2 separate regions of the Pan troglodytes genome follow, and region 1 is linked to region 2. A link is a contact called in public Hi-C data. All regions are on one chromosome and are shown on one strand. Each heading gives the region's core, a stretch centred on a gene start, on an enhancer-like site or on the middle of the called end of the contact. The rest is flanking DNA. Distances are from core to core; before and after follow the strand shown. Region 1 holds the start of BYSL (bystin like). Region 2 holds the start of TOMM6 (translocase of outer mitochondrial membrane 6).

What was found. A called contact is a pair of places that touch in the nucleus more often than the background predicts.
Region 1: a Hi-C map of stem cell-derived neural progenitor cells shows a contact between it and region 2, with 4 times the contacts expected there. The contact joins the promoter of BYSL here to the promoter of TOMM6 in region 2. A contact is called at or near these places in 1 of 7 Hi-C or Micro-C datasets (stem cell-derived neural progenitor cells), 1 of 1 datasets of contacts at active chromatin or transcription factors (stem cell-derived excitatory neurons) and 1 of 1 other capture datasets (stem cell-derived neural stem cells).

The regions. Positions count from the first base shown.
Region 1 is chr5:47,802,924-47,809,173 of NHGRI_mPanTro3-v2.0_pri, reverse strand. BYSL (bystin like) reads right to left here and starts at 4,436. Exons shown (of 7, transcript XM_016955476.3): 1 at 3,676-4,436. The coding sequence starts at 3,943. It overlaps MED20 (mediator complex subunit 20), which reads left to right and starts at 4,419. Exons shown (of 4, transcript NM_001246490.1): 1 at 4,419-4,501. The coding sequence starts at 4,488.
Region 2 is chr5:47,670,995-47,676,657 of NHGRI_mPanTro3-v2.0_pri, reverse strand. It overlaps TOMM6 (translocase of outer mitochondrial membrane 6), which reads right to left and starts at 3,507. Exons shown (of 3, transcript NM_001256791.1): 1 at 3,379-3,507; 2 at 1,865-1,969; 3 at 1,390-1,670. The coding sequence starts at 3,506. The coding sequence ends at 1,873. PRICKLE4 (prickle planar cell polarity protein 4) reads right to left here. Exons shown (of 5, transcript XM_054685817.2): 3 at 5,661-5,663; 4 at 4,875-5,079; 5 at 3,946-4,445. The coding sequence ends at 4,075. USP49 (ubiquitin specific peptidase 49) reads left to right here. Exons shown (of 8, transcript XM_016955472.4): 8 at 1-1,303.

The DNA of each region.
Region 1 (6,250 bases), core at 3,187-5,686, 130 kb before region 2:
ACTCGGGAGGCTGAGGCAGGAGAATGGTGTGAACCCGGAAGGCGGAGCTTGCAGTGAGCCAAGATTGCGCCACTGCACTCCAGCCTGGGCGACAGAGCGAGACTCCGTCTTAAAAAAAAAAAAAAAAAAAAAAATGAAGTTAGTCCATTTAAATAACTTCCGTTTTTGGAAGGCTACATGTCTGGGCATCTGGAAAGGGGTCTAATAATCCAAGTGGGGAGCTATAATGCTACGTATCAACAGGTCATTAACAACAAAGGCAGTGTGTGATAAACACTAAATAAGGGGGAACAGACATTTTGTCTCCACGTTCCAAAGGTCCCCCAAATTTGTACTTTGTAGGTGGTTCTCCTTAGCGCCAGACCCTAACTCCAGGTGTCTCCTGTAAGCTGCTCTTGGATGACTCACAGGCACCTCAAATCTCACCAGTTATCAACTAAACTAATTTTCTTTCCCTCCTAGGTCTACACTGCTAACCATCCACAGCTCAGTAAACGGCACCATCGTCCACCCAATGCTAAGCCTGGGAGGTACTCTTGCCTCATCCCCTGCCCTCACCCTCAACACCCAATCAATTACTAAATCATATTCAATTTTACCTCATAGACTGTCTCTCACATGCTTCACAGCCCCATCTAAGCCTAGATCAGCATCATCTCTTGCCTGGATTTATTCAACAGTCGCCCACTGGTCTCTATGTTTCTGACCTTGCTTCCCTCCAACTCATCTTCCACTCTGCAGACGGTCACCTTCCAGAAACACATATTTGATTTGATCAGCCCTGTCCTTAAAATTCTCCAGTAGCTTCCCATTCTTCCCACTGCTGTTAGGATGGTTTTAAAATCTTTTGTAGGCTTGGCTCCCACCTACCTGACCATCATTCATTACCGATTAACCCAGTCATTCAGCAAACACCAAGCACCTACTATATGTGAGGCACTGTTCGGGGTGCTGGCAATATATCCATGAACAACAGAAACCAAAAGACTTTGTTCTATACAGCTTACATTCTAATTGGAGGAGATAGTCTACGACCATACCACCCTGAACGCACCCAATCCTGTCTAAATGGAAGAGACCGACATAAATAAACATATAAATATATTGGGTTAAAAGATAAGTACTATGGGCTGGGTGCAGTGGCTCATGCCTGTAATCCCAGCACTTCGGGAGGCCGAGGCGGGTGGATCACCTGAGGTCAGGAGTTTGAGACCAGGCTGGCCAACATAGCGAAATCCCCATCTCTACTAAAAATACAAAAAAAAAAAAAAAAAATTAGCTGGGTGTGGTGGCGGGCGCCTGTAATCCCAGCTACTTGGGAGGCTGAGGCAGGAGAATCGCTTGAACCCGGGAGGTGGAGGTTGCAGTGAGCCAAGATCGTGGTATTGCACTCAGCCTGGGTGACGGAGCGAGACTCTGTCTCAAAAAAAAAAAAAGATAAGTACTATGAAAAAAAGATAGGGCAGAAATGCTGGGAGTATGGAGATGGAGTAGAGTGCTGCAATGTTAAATGGAGTGGAGAGGCCTCTCTGAGAAAGTAACCCTACAAGTGTATGAGAACAAACTATCCCAGAGAGAAGGAACAACCAGGCCAAACCCCCTAATTTCCCACGTTTAAGGCACAATGAAGCCTAAATAGGTGGAGTGGAATGGGCAAAGAGGAAAGCAGTAGAAGAGGTCAGACTGGCAAAGGAGGCAGATCATATAGTGCATTGTAGACCATTGTAATCCCCCACCTGTGAGTGCTTTGTAGAGAGTACGAGACACGGCAGGGTGCAGTAGCTCACACCTGTAATCCCAGCACTTTGGGAGGCCAAGGCAGGGAGGGTCGTTTGAGCCCAGGAGTTTGAGACCAAACTGGGCACCACTGTGAGACCTCATCTCTACAAATAATTAAATAATTAGCGGCCGGGTGCGGTGGCTCACGCCTGTAATCCCAGCATTTTGGGAGGCAGAGGTGGACGATGACCTGAAGTCAGGAGTTCAAGACCAGCCTGGCCAACATGGTGAAACCCCATCTCTACTGAAAATACAAAAATTAACTGGATGTGATGGCTCACGCCTGTAATCTCAGCTACTCAGAAGGCTGAGGCAGAAGAATTGCTTGGACCTAGGTGGCAGAGGTTGCAGTGAGCCAAGATTGCACCACTGCACTACAGCCTGGGCGACAGAACGACTCCGTCTCAAAAAAAAAAAAAAAAAAAGAATTAGTTGGACATGGTGGCACACACCTGTGGTCCCAGCTATGTGGGAGGCTGAGGTGGAAAGACGGCTGGAGCCCAGGAGATTGAGGCTGCAGTTAGCTATGATTGTGCCACCGCACTCTATCCTGGGTGACAGAGCGAGAGACTCTGTCTCAAAAAAAAAGAAAAAAAGAAAAAACGGAGAATATGAGATACTAAAGAGGAGGCTACTGTGATAATCCAGGTGAGAGATTGTGGTGGCTACGACAGGATGGTGTTCCAAAGCGGTGAAAAGTGGTCTCATTTTGGATACACTTTGAAGGCAAAGTCATCAGAATTTCCTTACAGATCAGATGTGGGGAGGGAGAGACAGAGAGAGGAGATGGTGGGGGCAGGGAGAGAGAGGAGTCTAAAGTTTATCTTGAGCAAATGAAATGCTACTAACTGAGACAGGGAAGGCAATGGTGAGAGAAGCAGGTTTGGAGGGAAGGTCAGGATTTCTGTTTTGTACATGTTAAATTTGAGCTGTCTGTTAGATTTCAAATTGGAGATGCCAAATAGGCAGTTGAATATAAGAATCTGGATTTCATGGAAGAGATCAGGGCTAGACTATAAAGTTAGGAGTAGTCACTCAAGGATGGTATTTAAACCATGAAACTTGCCAGCACCAGAGAATATTTGAAGAGGTCAGAGGACTGAGGAGAAGAGGTTGCAATAAGAGTCAGCCAAGGATACTGAGAAGTGAGGTGGCAGTAAAACAGGAGTGTTGATGTCTTAGAACCCAAGTAAGGATACTGTGGCCAGAAGGCCACTATTCAATTGTGTCAAATATTGCTTTAGATGAGATCTGAGAAACGGATGAAGCACCTCAGAGGTCAACACTCCCTCCCTAGTGAGAAAACATCAGACGTCTTTCAATTCATCTCTCTCGCTCTTTGGCTGCTAAACAATGTGTTTTCTGCTCATAACACTTCCCATTCGTTTTTCAGTTCTCAGCTTAAAGGTCCTGCTGCAATCGGAGAAGCTTCTCAAGACCAATGCTATTGTTACCAGGGAAACGATACTTTATCATGGAAATATATTATTCTAAGAGTCTACTTAATTGCCTCTCTGCTGGGCTTGACTGTAAGGTCCTTAAGTTAGACGTGCCTGTGTTGTTTACTTCTGTACCCAAACATTCGATAGAATTCCGAGCATAGCGCAAAGCTCGTAGTGGGTATCCCATAAATATTTACAAAACCAATGGATACATGCTAGGAGCACTTAGTGGCACGATCGATTACTGTTGGCCTAACTTCGGGCGTGTCTAGAAGGGAGTGCCTAAAACTAGGAGTGGGCGCGGAGGGCTCTAGACAGGGTTCAGTCTCCTTTGCAAGTGTAATACGGGACCCGTTGTTGACTCGAAGCAATTCCCCTGCCAGACACTTTTTAGCTGTCCACCCCGCCCCACTACTGGCCACTGTCTTCCTCGGACCTCATCCCAGACACTCACCCAGCCGCGTGGTGCGTTCCCGCGGCGCCGCGGGCTTGTCCCCAGTCCCATGCTCGGCCTCGAGTTCCTCCTGTTGCTGCCGTGCTTGCTGCAAAATCCGTCGGCTCAGCCGGGGCCCCACATACTCTTCCTCCGCTTCTCCGGTCCCGCGACCCCGCCGCTTCTCCCGGACCCCCGCCCGCACCGCATTCCCAGCCAGGATCTGATCGGCCAGGGGCGCATGTTTTTCCTGACCCCCGACCCCACGGGCCGCCTTGAATTTGGGCATTTTTCTCGAAAAAGTTGCCGGGAAGGATCGCACGTGGGGACTGAAGAAAGGCCAGGATGCGCTTGCGCGGTGGACTCCCAGCGCCCAAGAGGCCGCCCGGCGATCACAGTGCCCCCTAGCATTCGGAGGCCAGAAGCGCCATCAGCGCCGCCCCTCCCACTAAAAGAGCTCCCGTTTTCCGGAGCTGGACTCCCGAATATATTCACTGCCTTTAACGTTAGCTTCTCTCAATAGTGCAGTCTTTGAGTGTCGCTCTCCTAGCTTCATGGATGTAGGCCTAGAGTGCTCAGCCAAACGGGAATGTCTGGATTTAGAAACCTCGGGGCGGGAATCCGCAGATGATGTCAGTGGAGGCGTCACCGAGGGGTGCCGAGACACGCCCCATTCCTTGGGGAAGGCGTGAACCCGGCGCTCTGTTTTTACGTATTTCCGGAGTCCCTTCTGAGACAGAAGGTTGTGTTGGGGAACTGAAGCAGTTTCTGTGGGCGGACAGGGAACCCTGCGTTTCTACTGTGTGATTCTGCCACCTTCCTGGCCCGACGCCATGGGAGTGACTTGGTAGGACTGCAGGGGGTTTTGTGGGGCGGGGCTTGGAGTTGTGAAAGGCCGGAAAGAGGACCTTGACCATGGTCCGCCGTCCTCTGGGAGCTGAGGGAGATATCCTCGGGTTGTGTGGATGAGAGGATGCCGTGCGGGCTGCGGGTTCCCCGGGCTTGTTTCCTCAGAGATGCGCCCCTTCCTCTTGGAAGGCGGGAAAGCAAAGGTTTTTGTTTTGTTTTGTTTTGTTTTTTAAGACGGAGTCTCGCCCTGTCGCCAGACTGGAGTGCAGTGGAACGATCTTGGCTCACTGCAACACTCCGCCTCTTGGGTTCAAGCGATTCTCCTGTAGTCCCGAGTAGCTGGGACTACAGGCGCCCGCCACCACGCCCGATTACTTTTTGTATTTTTAGTAGAAATGGGGTTTCACCATATTGGCCACGCTGGTGTCGACAAAGCAAACTTTTTATCCCAGGAACCTATCAATGGTTGTATACCTCATTCTCTTCTGGATACATCTTCCTTCCCGTGAGGCCACAGTACTGCCTGCAGTGGGACCTCAGGGTTGGAAATAGGGTCTTTGGACTATGACCCACCTGCAGACAGGGTTGGAGGGAGTGGGCCATAAGCAATCAGGAGATAGTATTTTTTAAGATTTTCGCCTGCTCTTCCCTCAGCCATCAAATACAGTTAGACCCGCTTGTGTCTGTTTCTAATTTGCTCATTTTAAGATCTTGGGTCTAGAGGAAAAAAGAGGGTATTGATAATAAGGAGATCATGGTTCCAGGCACTTTATCTCTTTAGGACCCGTTTCCCACTATGTTTAATTCCATGGTTGGTCTAGTTTCAATGGAGTTTTTATCTTTCATATGTTTTAAGTCTCAGTTGAAAGAAGATGAGGTGGCAGGGAAAGGTATGGGTCCAGTGCTCGTGGAGGCGTTAGTTGTAAGGTGCCAGGTCCCAGAACATTTTTTTCTTATCTCAGTAGACGTGAGCATTTTTCCCGTGGGAGAAACCCGGAGGCCAGGATATTTGAAGCCAGTGGATATAGGCTTCTCATACAAAAGCATGTGTAGGGGAAATACTTTTCCTCCTGGTAGCCCAGGTTCTTGCAGGTTTCTCAGTGATTACACTCTTGCTTCCTACGATTGACACGATCCTCCTGTGTTCCTTAATGGAAGCAAGATATGTGAGGAATGGAAATGGAAAGGATGCAGCGTAGAACCCTGGAACCCTTGCTCTTTCTTTTTTTTAAAGAAATAGAAATGGGGTCTTGCTGTTTTGTACATGCAGGTCTTGAATTCCTGAACTCAAGCGAGCCTCCTGCTTTGGTCTCCCAAAGTATTTGGCGTTATAGACATGAGCCACCGTGCCCAGCCACCCCTGCTCTTTAAATGGAGAAGGCAGCTCCAGGAAAAGGGCTCTCTGTTGGCCCCCTTATCAACGTTTTCAGAATCCTAGGACTTCTGTCACTTGTAGCGTCAGTTTAGGGATTCTTTTGTATTTCAAAATAAGGCACATTAGCAACATCGTTTATCAGTGTTTTTTCTGATAGAGTAGTGACAATTTTTAGCAACAGAAGGACTCTACCTTAATAGATTCATTTAGTTGATCATAAAGCAATGTCATCTATGACTGGTTTCTTGATTTCTATATAGCTAAGTACTGCTTGTACTATTGTTTATTAATTTTTTAATTGATCTTTTCCTTAATGTTTTAACAGGCACTACATCCTTATACAGGCAGTCTAGTTAGTGGTTAAGAGCATGG
Region 2 (5,663 bases), core at 2,258-4,757:
ACAGTAAATTTTGAATGAAATTTGAATTATGCTTTTGGAAGCTGCCATGTCTTAATTCTTGCTGGATTTTGATTTTCAATTTTGGAAGTTTTTATCAAATAAAACTGTCCAGTCATGAGTATATCAGGTAGCAGCCTTTAAGGATCTAAGTTTCATTCCTATAAAGAACAGGAGGTGCTGGTATTTCTTGTCTTAGCAAGTGATCTGATGCAGGTCTAAATGGGGGTTAGCATCTATACTATGGCTTAAAAGTTTCCTCCTTGGTCACCATTTGGGAGGTGATGGCTTCAAAGCTAAGCTTTGCTCTCATGTGACCCTTCTTTATCTTAATACCCAATAAGATATAAACCTCTCAGAGTCAACCCAGTGTAGACTCAAAGGGTCTTAGCTTCATCTATCAGATAAGATCTATCTGATTTATACAAAGAATGGTGCTGTTTTTATATACATACTAAAAAAATCTAATTCTCAAACAATTTTCTTAATATTTATGCCAGCAAGGTCAGGAAAGACTATTTTGTCCTGTTTATCTTTAGTAGTGAACAAACTGCTAGAGACATCTGTCATTCTTAACAGGCCACTGTGGTCCATATATACTGACCCTCCTTTCCAATTAACGTCCTTTAATCCCATACTAGTTCTATAAGAGACTTGGCACATAAAAGCAGTATTTTTTTTAATGCCTAGTAAACTGACCAGAAAAAAATATTGCCATGGTGGTCCTGTTTCTATCCACCTCTTCCTATGGCTATATAAGTCTATACATGCCAGTTCCGTACATACTCCATTTCCAAAGAGCCCCCAAACCCTGGACAGTAGCACTACCATGAATTTTAGGGTCACAAAACATTTCCTTCTGAAGGAAGCAGCTGCCTCAGCAGTGTCACTTTAGTGACCACTGCCCAGGCTTACTTCACTTTGCCTTCCCCTACACATCACTGCCCTCTTTCTGCCACCAAACCTCACTATTCCAGCAACGATGCCTCCCTGGTGTCTGGAAAACCCATCTGGTGCACTAAAATGCTATGCAACACCAAATGGCTTCTTCCCCTAATATTGCTCAACAATGTAAATTCTTCAAGAATAAACTTCATGCTATGTTAACATCAATGTATGGTTACAGCTTCCTTTTTTTTTTTTTTTTTCCTTTTAAAATGAAGCAAACCACCTCCATTAAAATCCATGTTTGGGGCTTGTTTTTGTCTCTCAAGTGTGAAATATAAATCATGTTTTTATGATTTTTGTAAATCTTTTTACACCTTGTTTTTGTAAGCAAAAGTTTCTTATTAAAAGAATAAAATGACTGCCTTTGTGTGCGGTATTTATTTCAAATGTTTGTTAAAACAGCACTGTTATTTCTCAGGACAAGAGCAAAGATCACCCCCTGCAGAAGCTTGGGAACTATGTACAGAACTTTACAGAATAGAGGCAATACTTTAGCTTAAGCCTGTCTGCTGACCAGAGAATGGAATTCTGCGTGGACTCAGGGAACAAAAGGAAACTAGGCAGGGAAGGGGAAGAAAAGTGCCCATCTGAATCAAACTTCAGCTGCCATCAGGGCACATCTTGTGGTGGTCACAGATTGTAGGCTGTTTTTTTGGAAGATTCGGGTTCAGCACAGGATTCCATTTGTCTGCAATCAGATGATAAGACGACAGGTGGCATTAGAACTGTAAAAGTATGGGAGGGAAACTGGTAAGAGATACTTAAATCCCTTGCAACATCTGAAAACACATTTAACTAGGAATAGTTAAGGGTTTTACATCACATTCTTTTGTACATTTCATGAATACTTGACAGAAAACATTGCTTCACCCAGTCTCTAGGTCTCCTAAGACACGCATGGGTGTGGTTCCGTGCTTACCTACTTGGCTACACCCCTGGCTGAGGTGCCATGAGGTCAATGTCACTCAAGTTCCTGGCCAGCCAAACTCCCGCAGCAAAGAGTCCCAAATTTAGTATCAAGTTCCTGGAAAAACAATGTGTTTTATTAACCCTGTGGTCACTGAGTCAGTTGTACAGTTAACGAAATGTACTGGGGGGAAAGGCTTCCATCACCACCTTCCCGAGGCGTTGATACGTGGTTGTGACGGCAGGTTGCTCAAGACCCACGTGGGAATTTGGAGTTCATTTTTGTGCCTAATAAATGTAAGGTCAGGCTGGGCGCGGTGGTTCACGCCTGTAATCCCAGCACTTTGGAAGGCCAAGGCAGGCGGATCACGAAGTCAGGAGCTCGAGACCAGCCTGGCCAACATGGTGAAACCCCGTCTCTACTAAAAATACAAAAATTAGCTGGGCGTGGTGGTGCGCGCCTGTAATCCCAGCTACTGGGGAGGCTGAGGCAGGAAAATCGCTTGAACCCGGGAGGCGGAGGCTGCAGTGAGCTGAGGTCCGCCACTACACTCCAGCCTGGGCGACAGAGCGAGGCTGTCTCAAAAAGAAATAAATGTGGCCGGGCGCGGTGGCTCACGCCTGTAATCCCAGCACTTTGGGAGGCAGAGGCGGGTGGATCGAGAAGTCAGGAGTTTGAGACCAGCCTGCCCAAGATGGTGAAACCCCGTCTCTACTAAAAATACAAAAATTAGCTGGGCGTGGTGGCGCGCGCTTGTAATCCCAGCTACTGGGGAGGCTGAGGCAGGAGAATCGCTTGAACCCGGGAGGCAGAAGGGGCAGTGAGCCGAGATCGCGCCTCTGCACTCCAGCCTGGGCGACAGAGTGAGACTCCGTCTCAAAAAAAAAAAAAAAAAAAAAAAAAAGGCCGGGCGCGGTGGCTCACGCCTGTAATCCCAGCACTTTGGGAGGCCGAGGTGGGCGGATCACGAGGTCAGGAGATCGAGACCATCCTGGATAACACGGTGAAACCCCGTCTCTACTAAAAATACAAAAAATTAGCCGGGCGTGGTGGCGGGCGCCCGTAGTCCCAGCTACTCGGGAGGCTGAGGCAGGAGAATGGCGTGAACCCGGGAGGCGGAGCTTGCAGTGAGCCGAGATCGCGCCACTGCACTCCAGCCTGGGCAACAGAGTGAGACTCCGTCTCAAAAAAAAAAAAAAAGAAAAGAAAAAAGAAATGTAAGATCAAACGCAAAGCCCAGCTAAAGCACTAGTCCAGGGCCGAAAAAGCCTGTTTACGTGCTAGCACTTCTTCCCTTGATCAGGGTGACATTACAGATACAGCCACATGACAGAAAGATCGCTTTTGCCACACGGGAACTCTCCTGGCCAGGGATCTCAGTGAGGCACAGCCAGAGCTACGAAGACGCCACAATGCTGGTAATGTTAAAAAACAAAAACAAAAAACCCTGAGGCGCCAGCCTCGCAAGAAAGGGGAAATACGGATGTAAGGGCCAGAAAAGGACCAAGTTCCTCGGGCTCGGTTACCTCCGGAAGTCATTCCTATCAGTGGCAAAGCGGTAGACGCCCCGAAGCCAATCTCCCACGTTGTCCGGTATTTCGGGAGTTTCATTAGCCGAGCCAGCAGCGCTCACCGGGACAGTGCTGGAAGCCATAGTGGAAAGCTTCGCATGGGCCTCGGTGGAGGAACCGTATCGGCGTCGCCGGTGAATGACGCACCTCCGGTCTGGCACTTCCGGCTGCTACCGGCCGGCAGAGGGGGCGCTGTTCGCTTAGTCCGACATCCGGAAGAGGGACGGCCCTCTGCTGCGCGTCCACGAACTCTAGGAGGGGAGGAGCGTGGCCCGGTTCTACGGTCCCCTGCTCCCGGTCCCACCTCCGGCTCTCCAGCCGGTAACCGTCACGCGTGCTGTGATCATTTAATTGGCTTGGGAGGAGGGTGGTGGGGACGGGGCTGTCTCAGCCTGTGGAGGTGGGGGTAGGGGCTATCTCAGCAGGGAAAGCGTAGCTTTGGGGAATGGGTTTTGCCAAGAAAGTCTCCACCAAAAGTCTTAGAACGCGCAGTACTGAAGGGGGCGCACTCCAAACTTGTCACCTCGCCGCCTCTTGCGGGCGTGCGCCTGACTGCGTCTCAGTCTAGGATTGTTAGGGGGAGGCTAGCCTTGTTCTCCCGCTTTACAGACCCCTTTCCTCCCACTCACATCCCCTCTCTGAGCTGCGCCACTAGCACATGGTGCAGTGCGTCTTAGAGGCGTTGCTGTCCTCTGCTTGGAGGCTTCCGGGTGTCTTCCAGGACTGGGGAAGGCGCTCGCCTAAGAAAAATCCTTCAGGTTCCGAGTCAGAGGAGGAGGAGCAGGTGGAGAAAGGGGTGTCCTTGGGATCACGAATAGTCTCCAGGCGGCATTGCTCCTGCCCTTTGGGTGCCTCCGCTTTGTCCCCAGGTCGGTTCTCCTGCTGGGGACTGGATCCAGGCAGCCCCCTCTGAGTTTGCAGGCTGGAACCGCCGGCAGCAGCGAGAAGGAGTGTTCGGGAGAGGGTTGCAGAGTTCACCGAGGCTTGGTCCCTTCCTTCAGTTCGGTCGAGTCCAGTCTCCCCTGTTCCGGGCCGGGTCGGAAACGCTGGTCTCAGAGCCGCGGAGCTGGACCTACACCGCAGCTAGTGGGGGTGAGGCCCAGCCTCCCGCCCCGCCCAGCCCCTGGGCCGTGCGCGCCGCCGCCGCCGCCGAGAGTCCTCGCCAGGGTCCCCCGCCTCCACCAGAGGGCGTCCGCCTCCCGCGCCTGGGAGGGAGTCTGGCGCCGCAACCCCGACCGCGGCGCGGGGTGGGTTCGGGCGGCCCTTGGAACGCTCCGGCCAGGGATGCGCGGTGAGAGCTGCGGGCCCCGAGGCTTGGGTCTGGGGGGTGCGGTGGGGGCGCTCCTGGAGGGACGGGACGGCGTGGGACCGGGGCGAGGGTCCCAGCCCGGGAGAACCCCCACAGCCCAGCCCAAGCTCCCTCCCGCTTTGCTCTGCATCCTCTCCCTTACCAAGGAATGCCTGCCCTTCCAGTGCCCCGGCCCAGCTCGAGCCTGCATCCGAGTAGCGGTTCTCGAAGCAGCTGGGGCAGCAGGGGCTTCCCCCAGGCAGGGCATAACGTCCCCCGCCCAGAGGCCCGGCGCAGTCCTGGCAACAGAAGTGGTTCTCATGCCAGCGCTGTCCCTCTGCCTCGGTGCAGCGCCAGGAGAAGATCAGCTGGGAGAGGGAGAGGGGAACGTTTCATTCTTTCATTCACTCATTCATTCATCCAGTAACCACGCCTTTTACCCAGTTAACGCTAAAGCACGTCTGCACACATTCCCATTTAATTCACTCAGCCACTTTTGGACGCAGGGAGGACTGATTGGCTTAGCCAGGATCCCAGCTAGCAAGTGGGACAATCCCAAGTGCGACCTGGGGGTCTGGACTCCCAACCCAGGGCTCCAGGCTTCCTTTTATGCTGACATCAAGGGAATTTCTAGCATGATGAGGCACAGCACTGGGCACTTGGCATCTACTGAGATGAGCATGTGTCCAAGACTCCCTGCTCTAGAGAAATTCTATGAGTCCAGGAACATTTGAGGGACTCTGCAGTGGGGGAGGCCAGAGAGAAGGGCACTGGGTCCTACATGCCCAGAGCTCAAGTCAGAACACAGGGAACTTGGTAGTCCCAGGCTGGTTCCAACTTCTCCCCACTCCCTGATACTGGGAGAAACTGTGGCCCAGGAGAGTGTCCCTTTGTATCCTGCCACTCTGGACTCTGGGCAGACCCCCAGTTCCTCCCCTCCAGGCTGTACCTG